6 separate regions of the Mus musculus genome follow, and all the other regions are linked to region 4. The links are chromatin contacts, called in public Hi-C and promoter capture Hi-C maps. All regions are on one chromosome and are shown on one strand. The core of a region is the stretch at or near the end of the contact, and the rest is flanking DNA. Distances in the headings are between cores, read along the strand shown. Region 1 overlaps Sugct (succinyl-CoA glutarate-CoA transferase). Region 2 holds the start of Mtr (5-methyltetrahydrofolate-homocysteine methyltransferase). Region 3 holds the start of Ero1b (endoplasmic reticulum oxidoreductase 1 beta). Region 4 holds the start of AW209491 (expressed sequence AW209491). Region 5 holds the start of Lgals8 (lectin, galactose binding, soluble 8). Region 6 has its middle 440 kb from the start of Gm25020.

Region 1 (4,447 bases), core at 686-3,185, 3.0 Mb after region 4:
GAGCTTCTTAATCTCACAGTTTATAGGAAAACTATCACAATATCACAATAGTCTTAATATTTCTCACAGCAGTTCTAATACACAGAAGTAACTCAATATCATCTTTATTGTTGGAGAAAATATATATTTAGAAATCTGGAATATGGAAAAGTTATATTCCACTTAGGTTTAAATAGTTGAAATTTATGTTAAGTTACTGAAAACATTTTATCATATTAAAAATTATCTTTTCCACAAGAACCTTCCTGTTTCCGTCTGTGTGTGGAGCTGACCCTGTGCCACAGCTTTCCATATCCAAATTCCTCTGAGAGAGAAGTGGACTCCCAGGAGTGCTGACACACAGGCTTACAGGAGGGACAAGCCACAATCAGAGACAGCAAGACCAGCTAACACCAGAAATAACCAGGTGTTGAGAGGCAAGGGCAAGAAGATAAGCAACAGAAACCAAGGCTACTTGGCATCATCCAAACCCAGTTCTTCTACCACAGCAAGCCCTTAATAACCCAACACACCAGAAAAGCAAGAATCTGATTTAAAATCACATCTCATGATGATGATAGAGGACTTTAAGAAGGACATAAATAACTCCCTTACAGAAATACAGGAGAACTTTAAACAGATAGAAGCCCTTAAAGAAGAAACACAAAAATCCCTTAACAAATTACAGGAAAACACAACCAAACAGGTGAAGGAATTGAACAAAACCATCCGAGATCTAAAAATAGAAATAGTAACAATAAAGAAATCACTAAGAGAGACAATCCTGGAAATAGAAAACCTAGGAAAGAGATCAGGAGTCATAGATGTAACCATCACCAACAGATTACAAGATATGAAAGAGAAAAATCTTACAGGCAGAAGATACCATAGAAAACATGGACACAATAGTCAATAAAATTGCAAAATGCAAAAAGCTCTTAACCCAAAACATCCAGGAAATCCAGGACGCAATGAGAAGACCAAACCTAAGGAAAATAGTTATAGAAGAGAGTAAAGCTTCCCAACGTAAGGGGCCAGTAAACATCATCAACAAAATTATAGAAGAAAACTTCCCTAACTAAATAAAGATGCCCATAAATATACAAGAAGCCTCCAGAACTCAAAAGAGATTGGACCAGCCGGGCGTTGGTGGTGCACACCTTTAATCCCAGCACTCAGGAGGCAGAGGCAGGTGGATTTCTGAGTTCGAGGCCAGCCTGGTCTACAAAGTGAATTCCAGGACAGCCAAGGCTATACAGAGAAACCCTGTCTCGAAAAACCAAAAAAAAAAAAAAAAAACCAGAGAGATTGGACCAGAAAAGAAATTCCTCCCATCATGTAATAGTCAAAATACCAAGTACACAAAACAAAGAAAGAATAGTAAGAGCGGGAAGGGGAGAATGTCAAGTAACATATACAGGCAAACCTATCAGAATTACACCAGACTTCTCACCAGAGACTATAAAGGCTGGAAGAACCTGGGCAGATGTCATACAGACTCTAAGAGAACAAATATGCCAGTCCAGGCTGCTATACTCAACAAAACTCTCAATTGCCATAGATGGAGAAAACAAGATATTCCATGACAAAACCAAATGTATGCAATATCTCTCCACAGATCTAGCCCTACAAAGGATAATAGATAGAAAACTCCAACACAAGAAGGGAAATACCCTAGAAAAAGCAAAAAAATAATCTTCTTTCAACAAACTCAAAAGAAGATAGGCACACAAACATAATTCCACCTCTAACAACAAAAATAACAGCAAGTAGCAATCACTTTTCTTTAATATCTCTTAACATCGATTGTTGGAGACCTACATTGAGCCATAAGCCAAAGCTCCCCTCCCTTCTTGAGAAACTTCTGTCCTTTTGAGAGATGTTGGGGACTGACACTGAATCATAAGCCAAAGTTCCACTCCCTCCTGGAGAGACTTCGACCTTTTGAAATGACAGCTGACAGAACATGAAGATCAGATAATAGTATCTATAAACTTCCTGTGAAAAACCACAGAATGTCCCCTGAGCTAAGAGTAGATAGCACCTTCCCGGGCAGTTATGCAGAACCACCCCTGCCCCCGGACTGAGGCACAGGCAAGTTTCTCCCTCTTTGCTTCCTTCCTCCTTCTTACCGCTTATATTCTGTAACCTTACTCGCAATAAACAGACCTTGATAGGATCATCTACTTGGTCTAGCTCTTCTTTCCCACCAGTTTCTCTTTCAGGCAAGGTTCCCTTCAGACCCCCTGAATAACTGGGTCCCCCGGGTCAGGACAATCAATGAACTCAATTTCCCAATAAATAGACATAGACTAACAGACTGTATACAAAAACAGGACCCAGCACTTTGCTGCATACAGGAAACACACCCCAGTGACAAAGACAGACATTACCTAAGTGTAAAAGGCTAGAAAAATTTTTTCCAAGCAAATGGTCCCAAGAAACAAGCTGGAGTAGCCATTCTAATATTGAATAAAAGTGACTTTCAACCAAAAGTTATCAAAGATAAGGAAGGATGCTTCATACTCATCAAAGGAAAAAACCTACCAAAATGAACTCTCAATTCTGAACATCTATGCTCCAAATGCAAGGGCATCCACATACATAAGAGAAACTTTATTTAATCTCAAAGCACACATTGCACCTCACACAATAAGAATGGGAAACTTCAACTCCCCACTCTCAGCAATGGACTGATCATTGAAACACAAACTAAACAAAGACACAGTGAAACTAACAGAAGGTATGAACCAAATGGATTTAACAGATATCTATAGAACATTTCATCCTAAAACTAAGGAATATACCTTCTCAGCACCTCATGGCACCTTCTCTAAAACTGACCATATAATTGGTCACAAAACAGGCCTCAACAGATTGAAATAATTACATGCATCCTATCAGATCACCACAGACTAAGGCTGGTCTTCAATAACAACAAAAACAACAGAAACCAACCCCACATACACATGGAAGATGAACAACACTCTACTCAATGATAACTTGGTTAAGGAAGAAATAAAGAAAGAAATTAAAGGCTTTTTTAGAATTTAATGAAGATGAAGGCACATAATACCAAAACTTATGAGACACAATGAAAGCAGTGCTAAGAGGAAAACTCAAAGCTCTGCATGCCTTCAAAAAGAAACTGGAGAGAGCATACACTAGCAGCTTAACAGCACACCTGAAAGCTCTAGAACAAAACGAAGTAAACACAGAAGGTAAGTAGACATCAGGAATAATCAAACTCAGGACTGAAATCAACCAAGCAGAAACAAAAATAGCTATACAAAGAATCAACAAAACCAGGAGTTGGTTCACTGGGAAAATCAACAAGATAGATCAACTATTAGCCGGACTAACCAGAGGGCACAAAACAGTATCTAAATTGATAAAATCAGAAAGGAAAAGGGAGACATAACTATGGAAACCAAGGAAATTCAAAAAGATATCAGATCCTACCACAAAAACCTTTTCTCAACAAAAATGGAAAATCTGAATGAATGAACAATTTTCTAGACAGATCCCAGGTGCCAGAGTTAAATCAGGATCACATAAATCATCTAAAGAGTTCCATAACCCCTAAAGAAATAGGTGCAGTGTACTGGCTAGTTTTGTGTCAACTTGACACAGCTGGAGTTATCACAGAGAAAGGAGCTTCAGTTGAGGAAGTGCCTCCATGAGATCCAGCTGTAAGGCATTTTCTCAATTAGTGATCAAGGGGGAAAGGCCTCTTGTGGGTGGGACCATCTCTGGGCTGGTAGTCTTGGTTCTATAAGAGAGCAGGCTGAGCAAGCCAGGAGAAGCAAGCTAGTAGGAACATCCCTCCATGACCTCTGCATCAGCTCCTGCTTTCTGACCTGCTTGAGTTCCAGTCCTGACTTCCTTTGGTGATGAACAGCAGTATGGAAGTGTAAGCCGAATAAACCCTTTCCTCCCCAACTTGCTTCTTGGTCATGATGTTTTGTACAAGAATAGAAACCCTGACTAAGACATGCAGTAATTAAAAGTCTCCCAATCAAAAAGACCCCAGAACTAGATGGGTTTAGTGCAGAATTCTATCAGATCTTCAAAGAAGACCTAATACCAATACTTCTCAAACTAGTCTACAAAATAGAAACAGAAGGAACACTAACCAACTCATTCTATGAAGCCACAATTACACTCATACCTAAATGTGCCCTCCCTGCAGTCTTGAGCAGGCTGGCTCAGACCTGGTTTGCCACAGTTGCTAGCCCACCTAGGGTGGAGTCTTCCGACCTAGGTAAAGTCTATTGTCTTGCCACGCCTGTGGTTTCCTCCAAGACGCCACTACGTGCTGAGAGGCTGAACTTGTTTTCCTCAAGCTATCCTGACAAAGTAAACCTCAAGTAAATCCAGAAAAAAAAACCCTGTCATGAGTAAACATTGGCCTTAATCAGAAAACGTTGCCTTGGGTCTTTATTTCTTTTACTGCCTTTCCCATCCA
Region 2 (4,529 bases), core at 1,581-4,080, 2.4 Mb before region 4:
CCACCTCAAAGTTTCTGTGTTCAGTTCATTAGGTCTAGAATATTCTGTGTGTTTTACAACTTAATAGAGCGGATTCTATGTCTGATCTCAGCAGGAAAGTAAAGAAGGGACGACTACTCTATGTAGAACGGATTCTCTGACACATCTTTTAAGGTGAATAAAAGGCGGCATGGTTTCATAGTAACTCCCAGTAGATGATTAGAAACAGCTTTATGTTTAATATCTGTGTGCATGTAAATAAGTGCTACATAGAAAAGAGTTCTGAGACCCGTCCTGGTGAATAAGCCCATGAAGCAATTGTATTTTCCCCAATTTGAGTAGATCCTACAGCTTTGTAGAATCGGGTATTTCGTTGTTTTAGGTTTTGTTTTTCCTTCTTCTTTTCTTCCTTCTCTTGACTTGGTACCATTTGTCTTCACAGCAAATATTCCAAAGGATAAATAGATGTAGAACTGGTGACAGCACCCACCAGATGCTGAAAGGAACATAAAGTCAGGTAGTAGCCGAGAACTACCTAAGACTGGGCTACAGCTCAGGGTAAATCACTCGCCTAGCATGTACGAAGGCTTACAGCAGACTCCCTAGCACCCCAGCACTGCAAACAAACAAGTGAAAACCAAGCAACTTAAAGAATAACAAGTTATAGGACAATTAGTTCCTAATATGGGCCTGTAAGTGACATGCTACAGTGTCAGGAACACAGCTCCTCTGGAGAGAATGGCCTTAACAGGGGTCACAAAAGGACTTCCCTTTCACAGGACAAAATGGTGTAGAATAAAAAATACTTCTCTTTTTTGCACTACAAGCAAACTACCTCAATGCATTCTCAGCAGTTTCCCGCTTTGGCTACTTTACAATCTGCTCCACAAGCTCCTTGGAGGACACATCTTTCATCTGGGGCCTCTAATCTCTAGATTGAACTGATTTGCTACATTTTATAGGCATCTGTTCACATATTATCTCATTTTTGAAATATTTTTTTCTCCCACTAATTTTTAAAGGCCAGAAGAGATCTGAGCTGCTACCAATTCACTGGCTCCTTTTATTCATTCTTCCATTAGTCACTCTTAGCTAAGTTCATAAAAGCATGCAAGGGAGAAACATGAGATCACTAGAAGCTGCAGCAGAAACTTTCTCACACACAGGGTCTGAGGTTATACCCTCTCCCTGACCATCTGCTGGAGGGATTTACTCTTGGCAAGCATTCCACCACTGAACCATATCCACAGCCTGGGACATATCCAGCTTTCAGTTCAACCTTGAAGTTCGGTAATCTTAGTTCTTCCTTGAGACTTGACAGTATAACAGTAAATAACACAGAAAGAAACAAAAAACAAAAGCTGGACACCAGTGGCTAAGGGTTTTTTAGGATGTTAAAGCAACGTGGTTGTAATACCAACACATAGGTGAGAGAGGCAGAACTATTTCTAAGCTACAGGTAAGGAGCCTAGAACTTGATGTTCACCCATGGAGGAAAGTGGAGAAGAGAGCAGGGCCAGGTGCAAATAGCCAACCATTTTCTCTCATTTTCTGCAAGGGATCACTATTTAATCTATTCTAAATTTTCAGAGGCTTTCTGCAGCAATAACTATATTCAATTACTCTTCTTTTTCTAAAAAGAAAGGAAGAAGCCTGAAGCCCTAAAAGACTAAATAACCATGCCGTAACTCTATGAAAAAGAGCGATCTTTTTTTATAGCAACAGCAATGTGCTGCCGGGCAATGTCCCACTGGTTTCAAGAACAATTCTACCAGCCCTATTTGTCAGATATTCACCCTCCTCCTAGGGCTACACACTATGCCACACCATACTCACTGTTCTGTCTTAAAAAGAAACAGGATCTCATGTTACCGAGGCTGGTCCAGAACTCATTGTGTTCCAGAGAATAGCCTTAGACGTAAACCCCTTCGAGTCTAGCTTTATGCAGAGCTAGGGATTAACTAAACCAGAGCTTCCTGTCCGCTGGGCAAGCACAACCTGATGTCCTTATTACTAATTCTCTCGACTCTACGTCTTACCTCACTCACACGTCTTATAGGAATCTCTCTCCAAATCTTTAAGACACTCAAAACTGAAATTATACTCCCTTTGTGTCTTTTCTCATTGTGGAGGCCAGAGCCACCAATATCCGAGTAATTTGCGATTACTATTCTGCCTTCCATCCCCACTCCTGGGTACTGAGAGTCCAGTCAGGCAACCGTCAAGCTAAAGCCAGAGTTTCCAAAAGTAAAGAGTAGAAAAGGAAATTAAAACCCCACGTGGTTCAACTGTCTAGGCTGCCTTACCGGCCTCCCAGCATCTGAACTCGTCTCGGGCAGACAGCTTTCCGTAAACATTTACTGAATACAGTTATATCATGCAGAACTTCCCAGGAGCCCCGCGGGAAGTTGTTGCTAGAAGTTGCAGCGCTAAAGGCAGCGCTCGTCGCTCCGCCACCGGACCGAGCGTGTGCGGGTGAGTGAAGAAAGAGACCCAGCAAGGACCGCGTCCCCCCCGAACTCCAGGCTGGGTCTCCGAAGGAGAAACTCCTGGAGAGCCGAGGCACCCACAGAACCGCTAGACCTGGATGGAGGAGTTACCGAGTGACAACAGCGCAGGCGACGCGCCGCCAAGAGTCCTCCTCAAGCAGGGAAGGCTTGATCTCCAAAGAATTCCACCGCGGGCGGCTCCAGCCAGCGTTTTCTGGCCTGACGAACTGACAAGATCCCCGAAGCTCCAGAGCCGACACACCGGGCCTCCGGGTACCGTGCCTCGGGCACGCGCTTCTTACGGAACTCCCAAGCGCAGAGCTCCCCGCTACAGAGCAAGGCCGCAGCGACAGACTAAAGGAATTGACGACGTAGAGACGGCCGCCGCCGCCACTGCGCCGTTAGCTCTCCGCTCAATCTAGCCTCCGGCAGGAGGGCCCGCCCCCTTCCCGGCATGTGATTGGCCCTCAACAGCTCCTCGCCGCCGTGTATAGGCTGTTGGTCGTTACCCAATCGCCGGAGGCTTTGCTCCGTGGCCCTATGGGAGATGTAGTCCTGAGTACTGGGTCCCTATGGAGACCAGAGCGTCTCTTCCCTGAGTTCTGGAAATGGTTCCCAAAGACCTCTCCAAGTTCTAGTCGAAAAATTCATACTATAGTATTGGCTCTCATCAGTGGTGGAGTATCAAGGGCCAGGAATCTGAAGTCAGAAAATTAATTGTAGCTTAGTTTTGCAGACACTAAATATCTTGTCTCCCTCATCCACAGAAAAGAAAGACTAGAATGAAAGTGACTATTAATTTATAGGCTTGCAACAGGGGTTAAAAAAAGAACCCGTGAGTACACTATGGAAATTATGAGGCACTATAGATGCTAATGGCCACACTGATACTAAACATTTACTGAGTAAAACACTCAAGTTGAGATACACACTTGGATAGCACAAGTGGGCCAGTAAGAACTTGCACAAATAATTAAACATGGAAAGAAGAAAGTAGGAAACATCCCAAAGGGTTTATGGTATTCTAAGGCAAATAAGTATCTGGGGCAGAGACGGGAAGATTCCTGGGTTTTGCTAGCTGCCAGTCTGAATGAAAAGCCAGTGAGCTACAGGTTCAGAAAACAATCCTGGCTAAAGAAATAAGGTGGATAGTGAGAAAGGAGAATACAGATGGTCTCCTTTGGGCTCTGCAATACAGGAGCTCATTTATCTTAGCACACAGACATGCATACAATGCACACACGCACACACACACAAACAAACAAAGTAGTTGGGTCTTAAAGGAAGGGTATATTTTTTTTAGTCAGAGGAAATACACAAATAAAACATAACATTTTTTTCCCTTAGGAAGATCAAAGTTCCCTCCAAACCTAATTTGATGTTTTATTACTAGAAGCAAAGACCAGCATGGCACAGCATCACTCCAGAGGAATTAAGGAAGCACCTTGGGCTGCTTCACTCACATTCATTTGAAGAATGGATACCCCCTACCTCAGAATGCTTTAGGGAGGGGCTGCTACCCTTACATGGTTCCTTATTAAATTTGAAAAGTGCCTCAAAAGTTTTGACACCAGAAAGACACCCCAAAAACATGTGTCTAAACTGCAACTTCAGGTGAATATGACTAAAGCAGTTACATTGTGAGAAGTGCTGAAGGTATGAGATGTCTTCCCTGGCACAGGAGTGACCATGGTTCCTCACCACATGGTGTAGCCACCTGTCTTAGTTAGGGTTTTACTGCTGTGAACAGACACCATGACCAAGGCAAGTCTTATAAAAAACAACATTTAACTGGGCCTGGCTTACAGGTTCAGAGGTTCAGTCCATTATCATCAAAGTGGGAGCATGGCAGTATGCAGGCAGGCATGGGGCAGGAGGAGCTGAGAGTTCTATGTCTTCATCCAAAGGCTGCTAGTGGAAGACTGACTTCCAGGCAACTAGGGTGAGGATCTTATACCCACACCCACAGTGACACACCCATTCCAAGCAGGTCACACCTATTCCAAGAAGGCCACACCTTCAGATGGTGCCACTCCCTGGTCCAAGTTATACAAACCATCA
Region 3 (4,493 bases), core at 225-2,724, 2.1 Mb before region 4:
AGAGCGATGAAGAGCATAGAAAGGCAGCTTTGAGAAGCAAGTCGCACACAGTTCTCTGTTAGCTATGTGGAGAAAAGGGAGCTGGTGACATGGGAAGATGGCCTGTGAAGTTCCAGGGTCTTGGACTGGTTTATTGTTCTGTTGTCTCCGCCTTAAAAGTCTTCTCATTTCCCCTGGACTTTCATTTCTGGCTGACCCTACAGATCATGCAGTGGGTCTAGATGGAATCATGGATGCGAATGTTCTCATGTTACCAGAGAGGCCAGAGGAGATTTTGAAGATGTGATTAAGGATTTTGAGATCAGGAAATTGCCTGGGTTATCCGGGTGAGCACCATGCAATCGAAAGTCTTTATATGTAGGGACACAAGAGAGATAGGGTCAGAAAGCACAGACGACAAAAGCAGGCTATGCCACTGTGTCATGTGAGGTCCTGAATCTAGGAATTTGATTGGCCATAGAAGCTAGAAAAAGCAAGGAAACATTATTCTCTAGAATATTCCAAATGGATGCAGTTTGTTTTAGTTTTCTGGCTTCCAGAATGTAAGATAATACATTGGGGTTGTTTTCAATCACTACCCTTCTGGTCATTTGTTACATCAACAATGACAAATTGATACATACTACTGAATGTAAGTTTCCTATAACTCAGGAATATCGGTAAAGTTAGCGATTACCATTAATTGATCACTTATTTGCTAGGGACTACAGGAAGCTTATGTACATAACCTTACATAATCCCAGAACAATATTTGAGGTGTAATTAAGACCACAAAACCATCTAGAATGTGTTACATTTGGGATAGTCTATGTCCCTTTAAGCTTTTCTGTGCGTTTATCCCGATTCTTCGTTTTTCACTGTATAGACTGGGGTTTTCCTTCATCCTTTAAAATGTATTATAGATTTTCTGGTGTTGGTAGAGGAGTAGTGGAGACACCAAGCAATGATACTTCTGGGGCATGTGACATGAAGGAGGTGCTGAAGACTTCCTGACAAGATGCCAGGTGGTTTTAGGTAGCTGCAGAGGTGAGAAAAAAGGCAAAGAAAGCTCTTGGGAATAGCAAGTCAAAGATTCGGCCGGCCTGGCGAGAAAATCCTGGCCCCAGTAGGTCAAGCGGTGACAAAGAGCTATTGGCATAGTGCCTGAAGACCTGCGGGGATGGGGGTGGACAGTCTTGTTTCTCAGAGCGACGAAACAGAGGTTCCACCACCTCAGGCCAACCCCTAAAACAGCACCCACTCTCCCGCCTGCTCCTGGGTGTTTTGGAGGCCTCGTGGTCCCGCCTCATTGGCCGCCGCGGAGCCCCGCCTCAGGGAGGCAGAGCGACCTCCGAGCCTGTAGTTCTCCATTTTCAAGACCTTCCCACTGTGGGGGGGCCCCAAGGGGCTACAGGGACTACAACTCCCAGAAGGCTTTGCGCAGAGGGCGTGATCATAACTGAGGACGCCGGGGGCGGGGCCTCCTGGGATGAAGCGGGGGCGCGCAGCACTGGTACATCAGTCGCTGCTGCTGCGAACGGTAGAGTGTTCCTTGCCCGAGACCGGCGCTCAGACCCCGGGTCCTGGAGGCTCCCGGCTCCCAGGCACTGCCCCCTGCTGTCGTCGTCGCGGCGGGCCGTCGTTCCCCAGCCCCGATCGGCCGAGGCGACGGCAGCGGCCGAGGTCACCATGAGTCCGGGGTTCCGCCGGGCCGTTACTGGGCAGGGGGCGGCGGCCGCGGTGCAACTGCTTGTCACCCTGAGCTTCCTCTCAAGTCTGGTCAAGACTCAGGTAAGCCCGAGGACCAAAGGCAGGGGACGGGTCACGCCGGCGTCGCCGAGAGGCCGAGGTGCAGGTGCGAGTGGCCAGCCAGGGATTGAGAACCGCGCCGGCTAGTGCGGGAAACGTCTGTAAAGCGCGGCGGGCGCGGGGACACGACACGCGTGGTGATGGTTTACGGAAGAGGAAGATGGTGACGGCCAGTAAGCGCTAGCGGCTTTATCTTTGTGATGGTGACGGGGAGACACAAGTCTTGAGTGGTGAAGGTGTTGGGGACACAAACCTCTGACATCCTTCCCTCAGATGACAGGGAGGCAGACCCTCCATCCTCTTCCTGGGCTAGAGGGGGCATTACTTCATTTCCTTGAACTTGTGCTCTAGAGATAGCTATAGGCATTACCCGCTTTATAATTATCCACCTGTCCTACGTATGCAAAGTGGCATGCCAGGTGAGCCCAGTTATGACACTGGAGGGCCTAGGCCCCTACTGTGGGCTTCTTAAGTCTATAGTGAGGCTTGCTGGCTGGACAGTCCGGTAGACTTTGACGTTGCCTTGGTTAGGCAGGTATTACTGAAGTGTTCACTACATACTCGAAAGCCAAAGCACAGCCTCTTGCCTTGAAAAGAGATAGGTTAGCTCTGCCTCTTTTAGTGAGGAAGGTTTGAACAGGTTGCCAGATGCTGCTATATCTTGTCTGCACCTGCTGCAAAGTGCTAGCTCGAAGAGCCAAAACCGAAGAAAAACAAAAGTGTCTCAGATGGCCTGATAATGAGGGGCATGCAGTTTGAAGCAATTAACACTCATTGCTAAGAGAAAAAAAAATGATGGTAACTGTGAGAGTAACCGTGTAAACATGTTTTTCTGCCTTGTTCATGGTGTTATGGTGTCCAGCATGAAGTCCTAGAATACAAGAATATTCTGTTTGTGTCCATGTGTGAGTTCTCTTGAATGATTTGATAAAAATAAACAGCTAGGAACAGTGGCATACACCTGTAGCCTCAGCTCTCAGGGGTAAAAAACACAAACAGTAGGAAAAACAGTAGGATTGCCGCAGGTTGGACGCTGGCCTACATATTGAGATTCTGGGTTAGCCAGGACTACATAGCAAGACCCTCTCTCAAAAAACTAAACAATGAACCAGTCAGAGAAAAGAAGGAAGAAAGGGAAAGGAAAAGAAACCTTTTGTTAAACGTGGAGCTTGCTGAGTCCATCTGGAACTGAGCAAGGAATCAGAATTTTAAACAAGCCTTGTAAGTGTCTGTGATGCAATTGTTCTTTCCACTATACTTTAGTCAGGCTTGGCAAACACTATGATAGGATTCTGGGTGTATCTATCAGATTTAGAAAAAATAAATTTCCTAGGCTGTCAATAGCAAAGTTACTTTGTAGTTACTAGTTTGAGTGTTTGACTTGAGTGGAGCTTACATTTAGAACTTTTAAATAAAGTCTGATTTCTTGTTTTCTTGCTTGATATATGTCATTAATTAATTGTATACTTTTAAAATCACTAGTCTAGAAGCTTCACTTAAGGTTTCTCTAGCTACCAATAATCACATGTAATTAGTGGTTTATAATGTACCTGTAATTCTATTTGTTGATATATATTTGTAATATATATATCAACAATAAAATATTTGTGCATTTCAAAGTAACACCGTGCCTGTCTACAAAAGTATATTTTGTTCTTCTAAATACAGTTTTGATGTCATTTTTAGATAGCACTTTAACCTGTAACATGTTTAATTATATATTACCTCATTTTATTTGGTACATATCATGTGTAAGGCTGTGGTGGTTAAGTGAAGTTCAGAGAGCTTAATTGGCTTATTAAGTTACATAAACTGGGGCCCTAATGTAGCCCTTTATGCTCTACCCAGCATTAACAAATCAGCATACTTGCTTCAGTGGACAGAAAAACAGAGACCAGACAATCAGAAGGTGGAACATAGACAGTTCCTCTACTTCTCATGCATCCTAAACTTGGGGGACGGGGTGTGCAGGGGGAGAAAGAGTAAAAGTAAGAGGAAGAATTAGAATTGTTGAACAAACACCTCTGTTCACAAGAAATCAAAGTCATTTAAGGAAATAGGTACTTTGCCTTCTATATTGAAAGCAGGAAAATGTTTTTGACTATGTGAGAGGATGTTCATTTGTATATCTGATGCCCCATTTTCTTATAAATGAAATGCAAATATGGTTCATGGCATGCTAACATACAGTTTTCCTGTAAAAGGATATTTCTGTCAAATATATTTGAAACCCTTTAAAATGCCCATCTGAGGTGGCATGAAATCAAGGAACACAGAGCTCCCCACTAAATGGAGGTCAGAAATGTGGGACTCATTCCACTACCCGGAGGATTTGTTTCTTTTAAACCTGAAGACCAAGCTTTTAGTCTCACAGCTTCGTGGAGGTAGAATTGGTAAGAAATAACACCAGTGTCTTCCCTAAAAATGGAAAAATCATAAGAGACCCCCAAAGAGATACATTGTTAGTGTAAGTGTGAATGGAAAATGAGCCCCATTTTGTGGAAAAGGAAAAAAGTTACGAAGAAGGGGCTGAAAACTCGGCTGAGAAGCTGTGACTGTGAGCAGCCCCTCCCTCACGTGCCTTTTCAGGCTTACTCTGTATCACTCGTGCTAGGATGAGCTTTGGCTAGAAGTGGAATTCACAGCAAGCCCAGGTTACCAGAGAGAGCAAATATCCGTTCCTCCTAGAGAAGTGTGTTTTCAAC
Region 4 (4,511 bases), core at 867-3,366:
CATTTGGTTGTATCTGGAAAGCTTTGGCAGCAAATTCCTTACCATAAATCTTGCTTTGCAAAGTTACTAGCTGAGCAACGTGACTGTTCTTGACGTTTACATATACTGGGGAAGGGGAAGTAGAAGGGAAGAGTGAGGAAGATTCTGCTTTTTAATGGAGCACTGAGCTCTTTTACCATTTTTTGCATTTTCAGTTGATTGTCATACACAGGAGTTCCTGACTCTTGGTACTTAAGCTCACCTGCTTTCCAGTCAGTTTCCAAGCTTTTCAACTCTCCAGCCCTAACCTTTGCCTCGATGTAAAGAAGAGTAAAAACATACTCAGTGGGAGGGGTCGGTACTTCTCTAGGATTAGAATTTTAAGTTCCTGGCAACCAGTGCAATGGCCCCTTTATTAGCTATAGTTTGTGTCTGTGACAAAATACTTCCCTCTCTGTGGCCTTTGGGATTGTCTTTTGTTCCACAATTATTTGCCTTTTGATGAGTTTTTACTTCCCAAATGTGTGTGCCATCCTCTTGTAGGGGCCATGTTAATGTTCTCTGGATCACTTGGGTTTTAGTTTAAAATGTGCTGCCAAAGGAAGGACATTTGATAAGTTTCTTAATGGTTATTAGACCGAATGCCCAAGTAGGTCCTTATTAAAATTTTTTTTGTAAATTTTTTAGTATATTTACATTTTTCCTTTTACTTTTCTTGATTATGGACCTAAAATTTCTGTTAACTGAATATCTGATTCTTGCTCTTTGCTGTGTTTCAATTCCTTACTGTACTTTCTAGTCCACTGATGTTTAGAATATGCCTTTACTTCGAAGAGCTGTTTCCTATCTGTGCCTTCAGCCCTTAAATGAAGAGAAGCTTATTTGAGGGCCAAAGTAATCAGGTAGCTGAAGGTTCCAGTTACAAGGTACTTCTTAAGGAAACGTGCTGTTGTATGTGCCTTCTCTGTCCTCCAAATCCAAGCCGGAGAAGGTTGGGGAGTGTTGAGTTTGTGAATGAGTCTTCTTGTAGATTGTGATTGTCAGATTTCTTTGGAAGTTTTTACGTATTTACTGTTTGAAGGGAAAAGGTGTAGGGGGTGGGAGCATTGGAGGAGCAAGGAGGCTAGGGGCAACATTTAATCAGGAAAATTTCCCATTTTCTAATGGTGCCTATTTTTTGTTGGGCTTCTTTCTATCTTGACACCTGTTTACTTACATCACAATAAACTTATTTCTGAGGGAGGAATGGGCTGGCTGCCCTGGATGGGAGAAAGAACTCTGGTATGTTATTAATGGAGTCTTTTTAAAGAATGGTTTTAATTCTTGCCCCCCCCCCCCCCCCCCATTTAGACACACCTGAAGTTCCAAAGCCCTCTGGAATTTGTGCTTGATAAACCCTGGCAGGCTTTGCTGAAGGCATTTACAGCGTTGTTTGTGCCTCAGGGGCAAAATACATCTATTTACCCTTTAGTTTAGAACTAAATAAATTCGTGTGTAATGTATTTGGAATAGCGCTGGCTACAGAGCTTTTTTTTTTTTTTTTTTTTTTTTTTTTTAGTATATTTAAAGCACCGAATGAGATATTGCTCCTGTCTTAAGATTTTGGTAGTGTGTCTGATCTGAGTTACTTCTATCCTTAAAGTAGTACTTGGGACAAGGAAAACACAATTGAAATCTAATACTTAAAATAATACTTAAAAAAATACTTAAAATTAGTTTTGCTTTCTCAAACTCCCCCTCACCTCGGATAACTTTGAACTAAATATCCACAGCCCCTGAAGCTATGCAGTTCTCTGCCCTGTTCGGAAGGACAGCACATTTAAAGGTTCCTTCTATGTAAAGGCCAGGATGATGCAACTAAAAATGCTTCCGAGTGGCGTTTGGAACCTCATGGTTCTCGATTTTTATTTTGCTAAAAATATCCAAATCTGAGACCCAAATAAGTTTTAGCATTCAGGACTCAGTGAGATTGAGACCCAACCCTTGACCCGCCCCTGCTGGCTGGGAGCTCAGGTTTCCGTCGCTTTGGTAGCAGAAGCCGGTTGCCCTCAACAAATATGGTCGCTGCGGTGCCGCCTGGGACTCAAGCTCAAGCTCACCGGGCCGGAACCACGTAATGCCAGAGGCGGGACTCGGCAGGCGGAGTGCCTCTCAGCAGAACAAGGTGAGGACTGACTGGTGAGCTGTCTCTGCAGACTGCCTCTGTGTTCCCTCGCCATGTGCGCATGGTGTCTGGCGCTGCTGGTGAGGATCCGGGGACCAAGGGAGTGAGTGGGGAATAGAGGGAGGTGGAGAGGGAGGGCATGGGCCGGGTCTCGGGGCAGGAAGGGTCAGTACTGCGTCTTCCCTACTCTGGCCTCTAAGCACTAGGCCAGCTGGAGCCTGTTTGATCCGGACTTGTTGGATCAGGCCCAGCGGTGCAGGTGGACATACCAGAATGGGAACCACACTCACGCAGAAACACTTCACCCCAGGCTCTCGCACCTTGTCATAGTCCAACAGCCAGGCTGGCCACCTGGTGTGGTGTTCTGGGTCCTTCCATCTTTTCCTTCAGAATGGGAACAGGAGGCCAGTTGGTTATCCCCTTTGTTCTATTGAAACATTGCTAAGTTGACATCACATGCAGAAATCAGACAGTCTTGATTGCTTGATATTCTAAACCCTGTGGAAATCAAGAGGCAACTCCTTAAAAGACTGTATCCGGGAGTGGCAGCGCACACCTTTAATCCCAGTATTTGGGAGGCAGAGAAAGGTGGATTTCTGTGAGCTCAAGGCCAGCCTGGTCTACATATTAAGTTCCAGAACAAGCAGGGTTATGTGGAGAAACACTGTCTCAAAACACAAACAACAATCCCCCCTCCACCACCACCCCCCCAAAAAAATCCAACAAGCCCCAAGAAAACAAAAATCATCTATTGAAGGAGTAAGAGGTGAGAGATCCTAGGATGACTAGTTTAGGAGAGCCTCTTGTTTGGACAGTTTGTGGATTTTTAATATTAAGCAGTTGTTTTTACATTAAAAAAATCAGTTCTTTGAGAATTTCATATCATGTGTTTGGTTCATATCCACCATGGATGACTCAACCAATCCCATACTCCACCCCTCCTTCAAGACTGCTTTGTACTACCCAAATAGTCTAGGATGTGTGGTCTTCCACTGAAGGGTGGGAGGGAGGCTACACTCCTAGAGAAAACTGTCTCTCCCTCTCCCAGCCGCTCAGAATTGCCAGCAGTTGCCATGCTGGCTTAGGCTTGCGCAGGGTTGGTGCATGCTGTGTCCAGAGGAGGTTTCATTGCAGGTCTTACCTTTTTTCCTTTCACAATGATCCCTGAGCCTTGTGAGAGTAACATATGAGTGTTACATATGTCCCTTTTAGGAATAAGAGTTATATGTAGTCTTTTAGTCTCTGCACCTTGGCCAGTTGTGAGTATTAACAACTGTGTTAATAACTATCTACTGCAATAGAAGCCTCTTAGATGAGGGTTGAAAATACATTCATTTATGGGTATAATAATAAGTCAGTTTACACTATCTAGCAGCATAAAGTGGTAAGTTTTCCCCTAGGGCCTATGACTTCCCTAGCATAGGTTCGTAGCCTAATAATGATGCCAAGTATGGGTTTCATCCTATGGAGTGGCACTTAAATCCTATATATATATATGTGTGTGTGTGTGTGTGTGTGTGTGTGTGTGTGTGTGAATGTTTGGTGGATGTGTAGTCAGTATGGGGGAAGGGGATGCCTCCGTGGGCCCATACTGAGGTCCCCCTGAGGGGCCAGCCACAAGACCACAGTATAGTATAGAATAGTTTATTCAGGGAATGGGGAGGGGAGTTGACAGGGTAGGAGAGACAGAAAAAGGGGCGGGGGGGGGGGAGGAGAAGGGAGGGGAGCGGAGGAGAGGAGAAGATGGCCATGAGCACGTGGAGAGGAATGGGGAGAGAGGGGGACTAGATGACAGAGGGAGAGCAAGAAGGCAAGAGCAAGAGAGAGTGAGGGGTCGAGCAGCTCCTTTTATAGTGAGCCAGGCATATCTGGCTGTAGCCAGGTAACTGTGGGGTGGAGCTTAGACAAAATGTTAATACCAACCGTAAAGTGGCTGGTTACTCCCATAGTATTTGTGCTGCTGTTGTACTGATGGGCATGTCTTGCCAGGCCAGTCATAATTGTAACTCCAAGGATTCACAGATACTATTGAAGATTGCTTTTCTCCTCTGTTAGCCTGCATAACACCTTGCAGAACTATGAAAATTAGCCAGGACAGCTGAAGCTTCTAGGTGTGTACGAGCTCCATTTCGCCATGTCCTATGACTCAAATTGGTGTTTTTAGCAATACGGTCTTAGCCATCAAGTTCTAGATGGATTGGCAATACCACGTTATGTTTGGGTATCTATGAAGCGTCCCTGGCCAGCAACTCCAAAAGATAATCCATTTCTGGGATTTTTATTTGTTAGCCTTATATCTAGTAGAGACATTGTTTTGCTCTGCTGTAAGGTAGTTCCATCTTAGTTTTTTTTGTGTGTGTTTGTGTGT
Region 5 (4,961 bases), core at 251-2,750, 2.2 Mb before region 4:
AAATCAAAAGCAGTAAATACAAATAAAATACAAGCTAGGAAATAACACAAAACCAAGACACAAATATCACTCAAGCAGTGCTTTGAAACCAGGACAATATTCATTTAACTTTTCCTATTAGTAAAACAAGTAGGAATCACATCATAGGATTGCCCTGAGGATTGTACTAGTTTAAATAGCAGAAAACAGCTCTGTATGTGTTAGCTATTATTGCTAGAAAACATTGCTCTTCTTCAACCAGCCAAATTAAGTAAGTTGAGGGTGGGGTGGGGGTGGCAGAGTTACTCCGGGGAATACCAAATGCAATGTTTTGCATCAGCCCGGTTTTGAAAGATAAGAGCGCCCCCTCGGCACTGCGCCCTGCCCACTGAATCATTTACTACCTCTAGTCCTGATGACTCAAACCAGAACCAAGCCAGAAAATGAAACTAGAGTTTCCTGTCTTTTACTTCCTACAGTTCCGCCAGGCTGTAGACAATAGGCACTCGCCAAATCTCTTATTTTACCGGAGAAAAGAAAATTGCATCTCTCTTGGTTACACCCCTAAAAACCACCCTAGACCCCTACCTAGTATCTGTCACTAACTCATTTTATTCAAATCCTCTGAGCCTTTAATTCTGTTCTGTGCAATCCAGGAAGCACGAACTAGAGCAAAAAGGAGACAAGGAATTGCCATCACCACATCCATAATTGATATCTTTCCCGGAGAGAGATCAAGATGGCCTAGGTTGGCATTAAATAACTACTCTCCGAAGTCTCCAGACACGTATCACCGTCAGTCACAACAAGCCGTGGCTTAGGTTTAGGACGATTCCCAAACCCAGAGAAATTGCGTTTCCCCGTGTTTAACGTTGGGATAGAATGACGCAGCATGCTAAAGTGCGTGTCTGGAATAACGGAGTGTGACACAGCTGTCAACTGTCCCTGGGCCTGTCATTCTTGGGGATCCAGGTGATGCTCGCCCTTTCCCTGGCAGGTGAGCCGCCGAGCGGAGAGCCCTCACCGCAGCAGTCAGCGTTGTCCCGACACTACGGTCCCAGTACAAGCCTCAACCCACGATCGCTCCCGGTGTCCGGTGCCCCGTGCATGTGTCACGGAGGAGACGGCGGGATGCCGTGTCCACACTCGGATTCCGGTCCGGGAACAGTGGTATCCCGATGTCCCTGAGCCCGCAGTCGCCAGGACTCACCCCGGTGGTAGTAAGCGCTTTGCTCCGACTTGTGTCCCCTGACGGACGCCGTCCGGTTCCCGGAGCCGCCACAGGCAGAGGGCGGGGTCAGCCCGCGGCCGTTTCCGCGAGAACGACTGCAGGGGCGGGGCGTCCGAGTGCTGCGAGCTGGGGCTGTTGGGCTCTTAATGTCACACACGCAGACCTATGGCTGGCTGTGGGAGTGGCTGGCTGGGGTTGGGGTGTGGCTCACCTCACGTGCTGGAAGCCCCCAGGTTGATTTCCACCCAGCTCTGCACAAATCGGTCGGGGTGCACCCCTGTAGTTCCAGCCCTGCGAGGTGGAGGCAGGAGGACCACAAGTTCAATGTCATACTGGAGAACTTAAGGAATTCGGGGTCACTCTGGGACAGATACCTGATCTCAAGGGTGTTAAAAATACACTTAAAGAATAATCGTGGGGGGTGTGGCCGGGGTACTCCTGGGTTTGCCTCCTTTGCAGCCTTGGGTCAGAACTGAACAATGTTGTGAGCCAATCAGATTTAGCAGCCACTCATTGCCAATAACTAGCCTTGTGTGTGGAGGAATTCGTTCTTCTTTGTCCCTGCAAGAAACCCCATCCTGTGAGCAGTAGCCAGAACATGTCAACACTGGGTGATTGGCCGCTTATTCTGTGCTGGAGTTTACTACAGGGAACGCTTCCTTAGGAAACAGTTTAGACACTGATGCTCAGTTCTGAGCAGAGTAGATGGTCAATAAGCACTGAGCTGCATAGTCAGGGCGCTGCACTGCTGACGGTTTGCCCCGTATTTGTACGAACAAACTTAAATAAAACTGTAGGGCGCTGAGAATGGCTGACTGAGCTACCTAGTTTTGATGTCCTAATGGCCTCAAGGTTATGTTCTTTTCTAGATATTAGCCATGTTTGTTTTTAAAGGACATGTTTGACATAGCCATTTGGTCTTTTTCTCTGGCTGTGTGTTTTATTTTGTTTTGAACTTGTATTTTATTTTTTTAAAGCCTCTTAGCAGCAACCTCGTGTTCTGATTCGTTACTTTTTCTCCTTCCTCATGTCCATTTTCTAATTTTGATTAACTCCTCAAGATTCTACTTTAATAGCTGGAGTTAACCCTTGATGTATGTTGTCTTAGCTCTGTTGTTATTACTAGGTGTGGTAGGCTTCTCACTACACTTTCTGGGGTTTGTAAGAGATAGGGTGTGGAGAGCTTTTGGAGCCCGTTTCTAGAAACTTTGCAGGAATTAAACATTGGGCCAGGACACAGAAGTAAGCTCAGGCAGGAATATCGTTTTGGGCTAGAGCAAAGAAGTAGGCTTCAGTCAAGAATGTGACTTTGGGCTAGGAGAGGGAAGTAGGCTCAGATATCTTGGTCATCTTGATAAGCCCCTGCCTGGAAACATTGATCACAGGACTTTGTTCCTTGACTGTTTGTGTTTATAGTCCTGCTTGTCCTTGACCCAGAACTGATATTATTTTGCATGTACTTAAACTGGTATCAAAGCAGACTGGAAAAACATTATAAGCCTGACTCAGCCTCAGAACTCGCTGGGGTCATGCCACAGTGTTGTCTTGTTGTCTTTTTTCTTTTTAATTCCGACTCCCTCCCTGGAGAACCTGTTGACTGACGGAGCTGGCTTGGTCAATAGGGAATCTGCCATACACATTCCCAACCCTACTGTAATGCCTCTAAAGAAGGGCTCCCCAGGCTTCGGTTGAGTGCTACATTATTCAAAATGAAGAGCAGTTGAGTTATCTTCAGTTTTGCCTGAGTTGACCCCTTCTTTACAGAGTTAAAATAATAAATTCACCTCAGAGCTGGATGCATTCCAAGGTGTGGGAATAGCTAGTACAAAATCCCGGAGCTGCTGAGAGCAACTGTGTGCTCTGAAAATAAAGATCAGCATGCTGAGGCTGATGGGTGGGAGGAAGAGGGGATGACAGCTTGGAAGTGAGGTCCTTTAGGAGTGCAGATAGGAGGAGGAAACAGACTTGGCCAGAGCCTGGGAGAAAAGTCAGGAAAAGAGAGGGGGATTAAGGGAGAGAGAGAGAGAGAGAGAGAGAGAGAGAGAGAGAGAGACTTTAGAGACCGACCTGCTGGGAATGGCTATGGGTATCCAAAACAGAGAACATCCAGGTTTCTGAATGCTCTGAGGGGTCAAAGAGCAGGAACAGGATCAATGCGTGTTGTGTAGCTGCCGGGCTCACTGGAAACTGACTTTAAAGAAGTGTAGAAATGAGAGCTGGAGAAGCCCTGTGAAGAGGGCTCATAAACTCGCAAAACACTTAGCTGGGAAGAATTGAGAATCGAGCAAGTGGAAGAGTAAGGAAAGCTTTTCACTGGGGCTGGAGAGATGCCCACCCTTGCATAAGTGTTTCTGCTCTGACTTCATATGTTTCAATGGAGAATCAGTTTGGAATATTCTGTCCAGTTTTTTAAAAGGCTATTCATAGGCTGGGCAGTGATGTCCTTCAATCCCAGTACTCAGAAGACAGAGGGAGGTGAATCTCTTTGAGTTTGGGGACAGCCTGGTCTATAGAGGGAGTTTCAGGACAGCCAAGGCTACACAGAGAAACTCTGTCTCAAAAAACCAAAATCAACCAAACAAACAAAAAAACAAAACAAAAAATACTATTCATGGACACGAATGGTGCACAGACCTACATGTAGGCAGAACACAAAAAATAAAAAATGTTAAAGTTTAAAATGCCATTTATAATCCACTACATTATTTGTAAAACTCACTAGTAGGTTGTAGCCAGACATCCATGAACATTTAATGAAGATTAAAGTCTACTCAGACCAGCTAGGAGAGCCAATTTGTGCTGTCTCACTTGTCTTGCTTCTCAGGATTTTTTTCTCTTAAAAGCCAGATGTGAAACATTTACCATCATGTGACTGACAACCAAATGTGTGTAGAGGCCAGAGGTTAACCTGGGTATCGTTACTGCAGAGTCACCCATCTTCCTTTTTTTTTTTTTTTTTTTTTTTTTGATTTTTTCGAGACAGGGTTTCTCTATAGGCCTGGCTGTCCTGGAACTCACTTTGTAGACCAGGCTGGCCTCGAACTCAGAAATCTGCCTGCCTCTGCCTCTGCCTCCCAAGTGCTGGGATTAAAGGCGTGCGCCACCACCGCCCGGCCCATCTTCCTTTTTGAGACAGGACATCTCACTGAGACCTGGAGCTTTTGGGTTTCGCTAGACTAGCTGGCCTGCAAACTCTAGGAATCCTCCTGTCTCTGCTTCTCCAGTGCTGGGATTACAAACACACTCTGCCACACCTAGCTTTTTATGTGGATACTAAGATCAAACATAGATGGTTATGTGTGGGAAGCACTGTACTGACACCTGTCTCCCTGGCCCCAAATTCTTTCACTTTGACCTAATGTCTCTCACACTTGAGCAGCGTTACCCAGGAACATTGAATCTCTTCCTGTCTAGCCAAGCCTCTGTTCAACAGATTCACAAAGCTTACCTCTTATGTTCTACAGGTTTCATGTCCCACGTCTTAATGTTTGGGCTGAGAGAAGCAAGCTTCTAGAACTACTTATATCATAAAATAGTAGAATCTTAGTAATGGGAGAGATCTTAGGAAAAGAGTAAATGAAAGCAACATATCTTGAAGGATGACATACTGTCCTACTCTGCTTCTAGCTTGTGTTTATACAGCTCATTACAGTGATGAGTGATACATTAATAATAAATTCAGTGGCAGCTTAAAGTAGATCAGAACTCAAGGTGATTTTTCAAATACAAAAGCATTTTTTATTTTATATTT
Region 6 (4,959 bases), core at 1,706-4,205, 2.1 Mb after region 4:
TGCAGTGGAACATGGGGACAGGGCAGTATTTGGGAAGCACAGTGCTTAAGACAGTAATGTACTTAGAGGTTTGGAAATGTGTTTTATTAAGTTCTATTTAAAATCAGAAGAAAATAGCAATTTAATAGTAATCAGTATATAATAATAAATCCTATGAATTTTTTTTTAAACGTTGGGTCTCATTTCATGGGCCTGGATGGTTTCTTGTAGAACTTGCTCTGTATGTCAGGCTGGCTAGGAAATCCTGAGACCTGCCTATCTCTGCCCCCACTGCTGAGATTAAAGACACATGCCACCATGCCCAGTCACAGCTTATATTACAGTCCTCTTTGTAACACCATAGCAGACATGAGATCCAATTAAAGATACAATTAATTTTTTAAAAATTAATTTAATTTACTAGAGGAAGTCATGAGAGAAAATGCTGCCCAGCGAAGTGTCACTACCCCTGCCCCCAGCACTGTTCACCATGGAGAGTACGGAAACAGAGAGTCTCACCTGCTCTGGCCTTACTGGTATCCCCTACGTTAGAGAAGAGACTGTTGTTTGGAGGAAGTGATGGAAGAGGTAAAATAAGAGGTGTCCGCTGGCCTTTGCTTTTACCATTTTCCACAGCCAGCTGGTTAGGGGATTTACTCTGTTTGCTCTTTCAAGCACTCATTCTGTCTGTCAAATGAATATGAAGCTTACATCAAACATCCAACCTCTGACATTGCCTCCATTTTAAGGTGTGTGGAACCCAGAAGCCGAGAGAACTCTCACCACAGGGATGTCACTCTCATAACCCCAGTGAAATTGGTATTTTTTTTATTGTTGGAAAAAATGTTAAATTTTAAGTTGCAGTCCCAAAGATGGAGGAATCTTTTAATTTACTTCAAGAATACTAAGAAAATACTGGAAATATACAGAAACCAACACACCTGCAAACAATCAGGCTATTTCAGGCAGTATTCAAACATAAGGGCTGCCCTTGGACCTAGATTCATGCAGGGTGGATCTTTGGGCTTTTCTAAGTCAGAAGTAAAGATACAAATGTCATTTCAGTGCATGGGGGCATGGTAGTGCCCTCTGCGCCTCATGCCATGGAACCACAGACACAGCATATTGTTTGTGTGTGTGCAGCACAGTTTAAGAATAACAGTTACAGGTATGTAAGTACAATGTCCGATTATCTCCTCCTGACACATTTCTCTCGATTCCCTGATGGGAAGAGTCATATGAATCTGTGCTCAGGGGAGATTGCCTCAACATTTGTCAGTTCCTCTGGGGCTAAGGTACAATGAAAACTGTTTGAGTGGCTGTGAAGCTGGCCTCAGAGGTTCATGTAGTCTAATGGAGGGGAGGGTTCAAAACATTCAGGGAGCTTTTTAAAAAGCCCACTGTTAGAATGTGCCCTGACCATTCAAATCAGGAACGTGACCCACATATGCAGCCAATACTCAGAACCAGTACACACTTAGTAACAGTGGGCATGAGGATCACTAGAGCCTCTACCTGACAGGATAGACATTGGAACCTTAGAAATGCTACTACACTGTGTCCTTGACCCACACAGGGTAACCTATGTTTCTCTCTGTCTTTCACTCTGAAACATTTTGTAAAACATTCAGTAGTAATCATATGTTCAGTCATTATAGAATTAAATACCCATTGAAAAGGCTTCTTAAAGCTACAGGGAGGCCACTGAGTGACTTCAAAGCTAGAAGCCCTGGAATGGACTTCAGGACCCATTATGTTTTCATGCTAGCATTGGGGGGTTTGTTTGTTTGTTTGTTTACACTCCAGATTTTATTCCCCTCCCAGTCTACCCTCTGACTGTTCTACATCCCCATACTTCCTTCTCAACCCTTGTCTCCACAATGATCCACTTTTCCCTCTCAGATCCCTCCCTCCCTCCCCCATTGTGATTGCTTTCTTCTCTTTCCCAAGTGGGACTGAGGTGTCCTCACTTGGGCCCTTCAGCTTGTTGCCCTTTTTGAGCTCGGTGGACTGCATCTTGTGTATTCTGTGCTTTTGTTTTTAGCTAATATCCACTCATTAGTGAGTATGTACCATGCATGTCCTTTTGGCTCTGAGTTACCTCACTCAGGATGATACCACAATACCAGGGGTGGCAATACTGAGGGTTAGTCTATACTACTGTGAAGTCAGGAAATAAAGTAGTTCCCAGATAAGCAACCCCTTACCACTTATGGGAAACTGAAGTTTACCTCACAAAAAGACTTTATGAACACTATGTAGATACTGCTGACCTGAAAACTGAGGAGGAGGTACCATCCAATTATTCCGAAGTTACCTGGGAAGTTTTGGCCAGCTAGGAGCATCTGTTTTTGTGATGCATGCTTCTGTGGAGGAGAAAGTATTAAGATTTCCAGGAGGGAGGACTACACCCCCATCTTGAGAAGCTAAGGTTATCTAAGTGAAGCAAGTAAGAAATGTCTGGAAAGAAAACAAACCAAGAACATGAAACAAGGTCATGTTTTGTTATGAGCGGGGCAGTAGTGTTGCATGAACCATAAACTGCCTAATATGATAAAGAAAAAAGTACATGATGAGGCCAGAAAGAACAAGGTGGGACGCTTTTGGGAGCATTGCTGAGTGAGATGAAGGCTTATGGTTGAGAATAGAGCTGGATGGAGAACTTTATTGAGGAGAGCCTGCAGAGGGACTCAGGGGAATGGCAGGATGCTTGTGTACACGTGAAGCAAGAAGTAAAATTTGTGGGATTTCAGGGCTGTTCTGTTTGTGGCAGGGATGTGAAGGATAGGAGGTACAAAATGGTTAGTGCTAAGATGATGGTTTGTCTCAAGATGTGGAATTTGAAATGGGTGGCAACAAACATTTAGAAACAAAGGCCACTGACCACATGAGGGCTTGAGGTGACAGTCTTTTATGGAGTGCCAGCTGTGTGGCTCAGAGCTGCCTTGGTCTTGGCTTGTTAAGTTGCTCCAGTCAATGTAGAAAACAAAATGGAAAGGACCTCGCCTTCCTCCTGTTTCCCTATCTGACTCATCACACTGACAACTGGGATTAGTGCTTTTGTAATGCAATTGTTTCCGTAAATCCCCACTCATTGTAAACCAGACATGACAAAGAATAGTTTTCCATCCATTTGCTGCTCCCCTCAGTAAACCAGAGGCCTGTAAAATGCTGGGGCTTCCTTGGGGACCATAATGCACTTCAGATTAAAAGTGGAAGGAAGGTGAAGCATTTAAATTAATCGCCAGTGGAAACCCCAACCCACTTGTTATGGTCATCTGCAGCTCACAAACTCTCTCTCTCTCATGTTGGCTGAAACCAAGAAACATAAAGATGCTAAAAACGCAGGACAGAAAATTGGACTGAACCGTGTGGCGTTCACCTCTGTCCCCACTGATTCCCCACCTAGGAATTCTGTCTAGACTTGGCTTCCAGGCACATTCCTCTGGCTTTCAGTAGGCAGAGGTGTCTTACTCCTGCAATGCGCACACGATTTTAAAAGCACTAAGAACAGGCTTGCAATAAGCCACTGCCTTCTAAGGGTCAAATCTCACTGCTCCAACTGTGACCAGGAAACACAAATATATTCCAGATCACTCAGCCCACAGGTGCTGAAGCCAAGAGCTGCAAATCCCATGTGCAGACTGGCAGACCTTTTTCTCCAAGTCTCCAGATGTACAGGGGATGTTTTATGTACAGGAAGACAGAGGCTACACAGTGACAGCTGGGCTTCAGAGAAAAAAGTATGGACATATGCTTAGCTCTACCACAAATCCCCCAAATTCAAGCCACCAGCATAGGAGGGAGAAGGGGAGCAGCCTGAGGGATTTTGTCTGTGCGTGCCTCCCAAAACCTTGAGTGCTTCTTAGATGTCAGACATTTTCTAAGGATATTTCCCCTACTTAAGGCAGAATTATGTACACTGAAGAAGCACATTTCCCTCTACTTAGAAGTCAGGGGGCAACACAAGAATTTAGAGGACCATTACACCACTTACTTGTCCCTGATAGATGAAAAGCAATTTATGACTTACATTGTCATATTCATCTTATTCACACCATTTTCAAAAAAAAAAGAAAGAAAAGAAAAGAAAAGAAAGAAAAAGAAAAAGAAAAAGAAAAAGAAAAGGAAAAAGAAAAAGAAAAAAAGAGCTAGAGAGAAATATATTCTTGGAAGTGGGTTTCACAATGGAAACAACTTTACCAAAGGAATGTATAGAATGTACAGCTTAGCCCTTCCTGGTCTTTGAGGATCTGTGAGAATATGCCATGGAGATTTCCCCATTGTAGAAACGCAAACAATGTTATATGATGATTATGGTGAGGGTAATGAGGACAATGATCATGAGAAGACAATGGACTTTGGGATATATTGAATAAAGGTAAAAGATTCTGAAAATGCAGAAGAATCCAGAATAGTGAAATGAAGGGAAAATTCAGGAATCCTGAACAAGATATGACATCAGACATTCTTCACTCAGAGATACTCAATGAGTCTTTAGCCATAATATTATTGACCATGATCTCTTCTGATATCAAAATCTAAGCAGGATTAAGCCTGGATAGTACTTATATGGTACAAGTATTTATTGAGCACATATTATTTGCAGCCTATGCTGCATGCTTACAGACACTGTCATAAACAACTGATATCACTGTTTTATTACAACTTTCTGTATAGTGGTAGAAGAGATACTGAGTATAAAAGTAAAAGAATGTCAGATCTTAAGAGAACCAGAGAGGACATGTATGTGTGCATGTTCTGAATGTGGGTATTAGTTTGTGTAAAGGGTATCACAGCAAACTACAATGGGAAAACAGCACTGAATGCATGGCTAAGTAAAGAAGCATTAAACAATCACCCATGGACCTGAGCTGGTAATTTCAGAGGCTAAAGGAGCTTCCAACTCTTCTAACCCTAATCTATGGTTCTCCGATTACATTTTAAGATACAAATCCTGGGCCTGGATTCTGGCCATTT

The links. Promoter capture Hi-C pulls out the DNA fragments that hold promoters and counts their contacts. A called contact is a pair of places that touch in the nucleus more often than the background predicts.
Region 1: a Hi-C map of the G1E-ER4 cell line shows a contact between it and region 4, with 3 times the contacts expected there. The contact joins the enhancer-like site here to the promoter of AW209491 in region 4. A contact is called at or near these places in 4 of 39 promoter capture datasets (the 3T3-L1 cell line, 3T3-L1-derived adipocytes and liver) and 1 of 484 Hi-C or Micro-C datasets (the G1E-ER4 cell line).
Region 2: a contact with region 4 is called in a promoter capture Hi-C map of pre-B cells, with 5 times the contacts expected there. The contact joins the promoter of Mtr here to the promoter of AW209491 in region 4. A contact is called at or near these places in 3 of 39 promoter capture datasets (liver and pre-B cells), 2 of 484 Hi-C or Micro-C datasets (CD4 T cells and erythroblasts) and 2 of 115 datasets of contacts at active chromatin or transcription factors (pro-B cells and thymic regulatory T cells).
Region 3: a contact with region 4 is called in a Hi-C map of CD4 T cells, with 4 times the contacts expected there. The contact joins the promoter of Ero1b here to the promoter of AW209491 in region 4. A contact is called at or near these places in 4 of 39 promoter capture datasets (liver, neutrophils and pre-B cells) and 1 of 484 Hi-C or Micro-C datasets (CD4 T cells).
Region 5: a promoter capture Hi-C map of liver shows a contact between it and region 4, with 2.8 times the contacts expected there. The contact joins the promoter of Lgals8 here to the promoter of AW209491 in region 4. A contact is called at or near these places in 3 of 39 promoter capture datasets (liver and pre-B cells), 1 of 484 Hi-C or Micro-C datasets (B cells) and 1 of 9 other capture datasets (adipose tissue).
Region 6: a contact with region 4 is called in a promoter capture Hi-C map of stem cell-derived epiblast-like cells, with 2.5 times the contacts expected there. The contact joins the enhancer-like site here to the promoter of AW209491 in region 4. A contact is called at or near these places in 3 of 39 promoter capture datasets (the 3T3-L1 cell line and stem cell-derived epiblast-like cells) and 1 of 115 datasets of contacts at active chromatin or transcription factors (astrocytes).

Annotation. Positions count from the first base shown.
Region 1 is chr13:17,625,301-17,629,747 of GRCm38.p6, forward strand. The region is part of intron 6 of Sugct (succinyl-CoA glutarate-CoA transferase); the gene reads right to left. Among named protein-coding and RNA genes, the nearest start is that of Gm40826, 58 kb to the right of the region's middle. Within about 2 kb of position 1,936, at least 20 of the 459 cell types and tissues checked have an H3K27ac peak or open chromatin away from gene starts, as enhancers often do. A contact at or near this core is called in the G1E-ER4 cell line, where this site is marked.
Region 2 is chr13:12,255,283-12,259,811 of GRCm38.p6, forward strand. It overlaps Mtr (5-methyltetrahydrofolate-homocysteine methyltransferase), which reads right to left and starts at 2,831. Exons shown (of 33, transcript NM_001081128.3): 1 at 2,580-2,831.
Region 3 is chr13:12,564,409-12,568,901 of GRCm38.p6, forward strand. Ero1b (endoplasmic reticulum oxidoreductase 1 beta) reads left to right here and starts at 1,475. Exons shown (of 16, transcript NM_026184.2): 1 at 1,475-1,770. The coding sequence starts at 1,669.
Region 4 is chr13:14,628,142-14,632,652 of GRCm38.p6, forward strand. It overlaps AW209491 (expressed sequence AW209491), which reads left to right and starts at 2,117. Exons shown (of 2, transcript NM_134067.4): 1 at 2,117-2,223.
Region 5 is chr13:12,460,238-12,465,198 of GRCm38.p6, forward strand. Lgals8 (lectin, galactose binding, soluble 8) reads right to left here and starts at 1,501. Exons shown (of 10, transcript NM_001199043.1): 1 at 1,004-1,501.
Region 6 is chr13:16,766,631-16,771,589 of GRCm38.p6, forward strand. No RefSeq gene overlaps it. Among named protein-coding and RNA genes, the nearest start is that of Gm25020, 440 kb to the right of the region's middle. Within about 2 kb of position 2,956, at least 17 of the 459 cell types and tissues checked have an H3K27ac peak or open chromatin away from gene starts, as enhancers often do. A contact at or near this core is called in stem cell-derived epiblast-like cells, where this site is marked.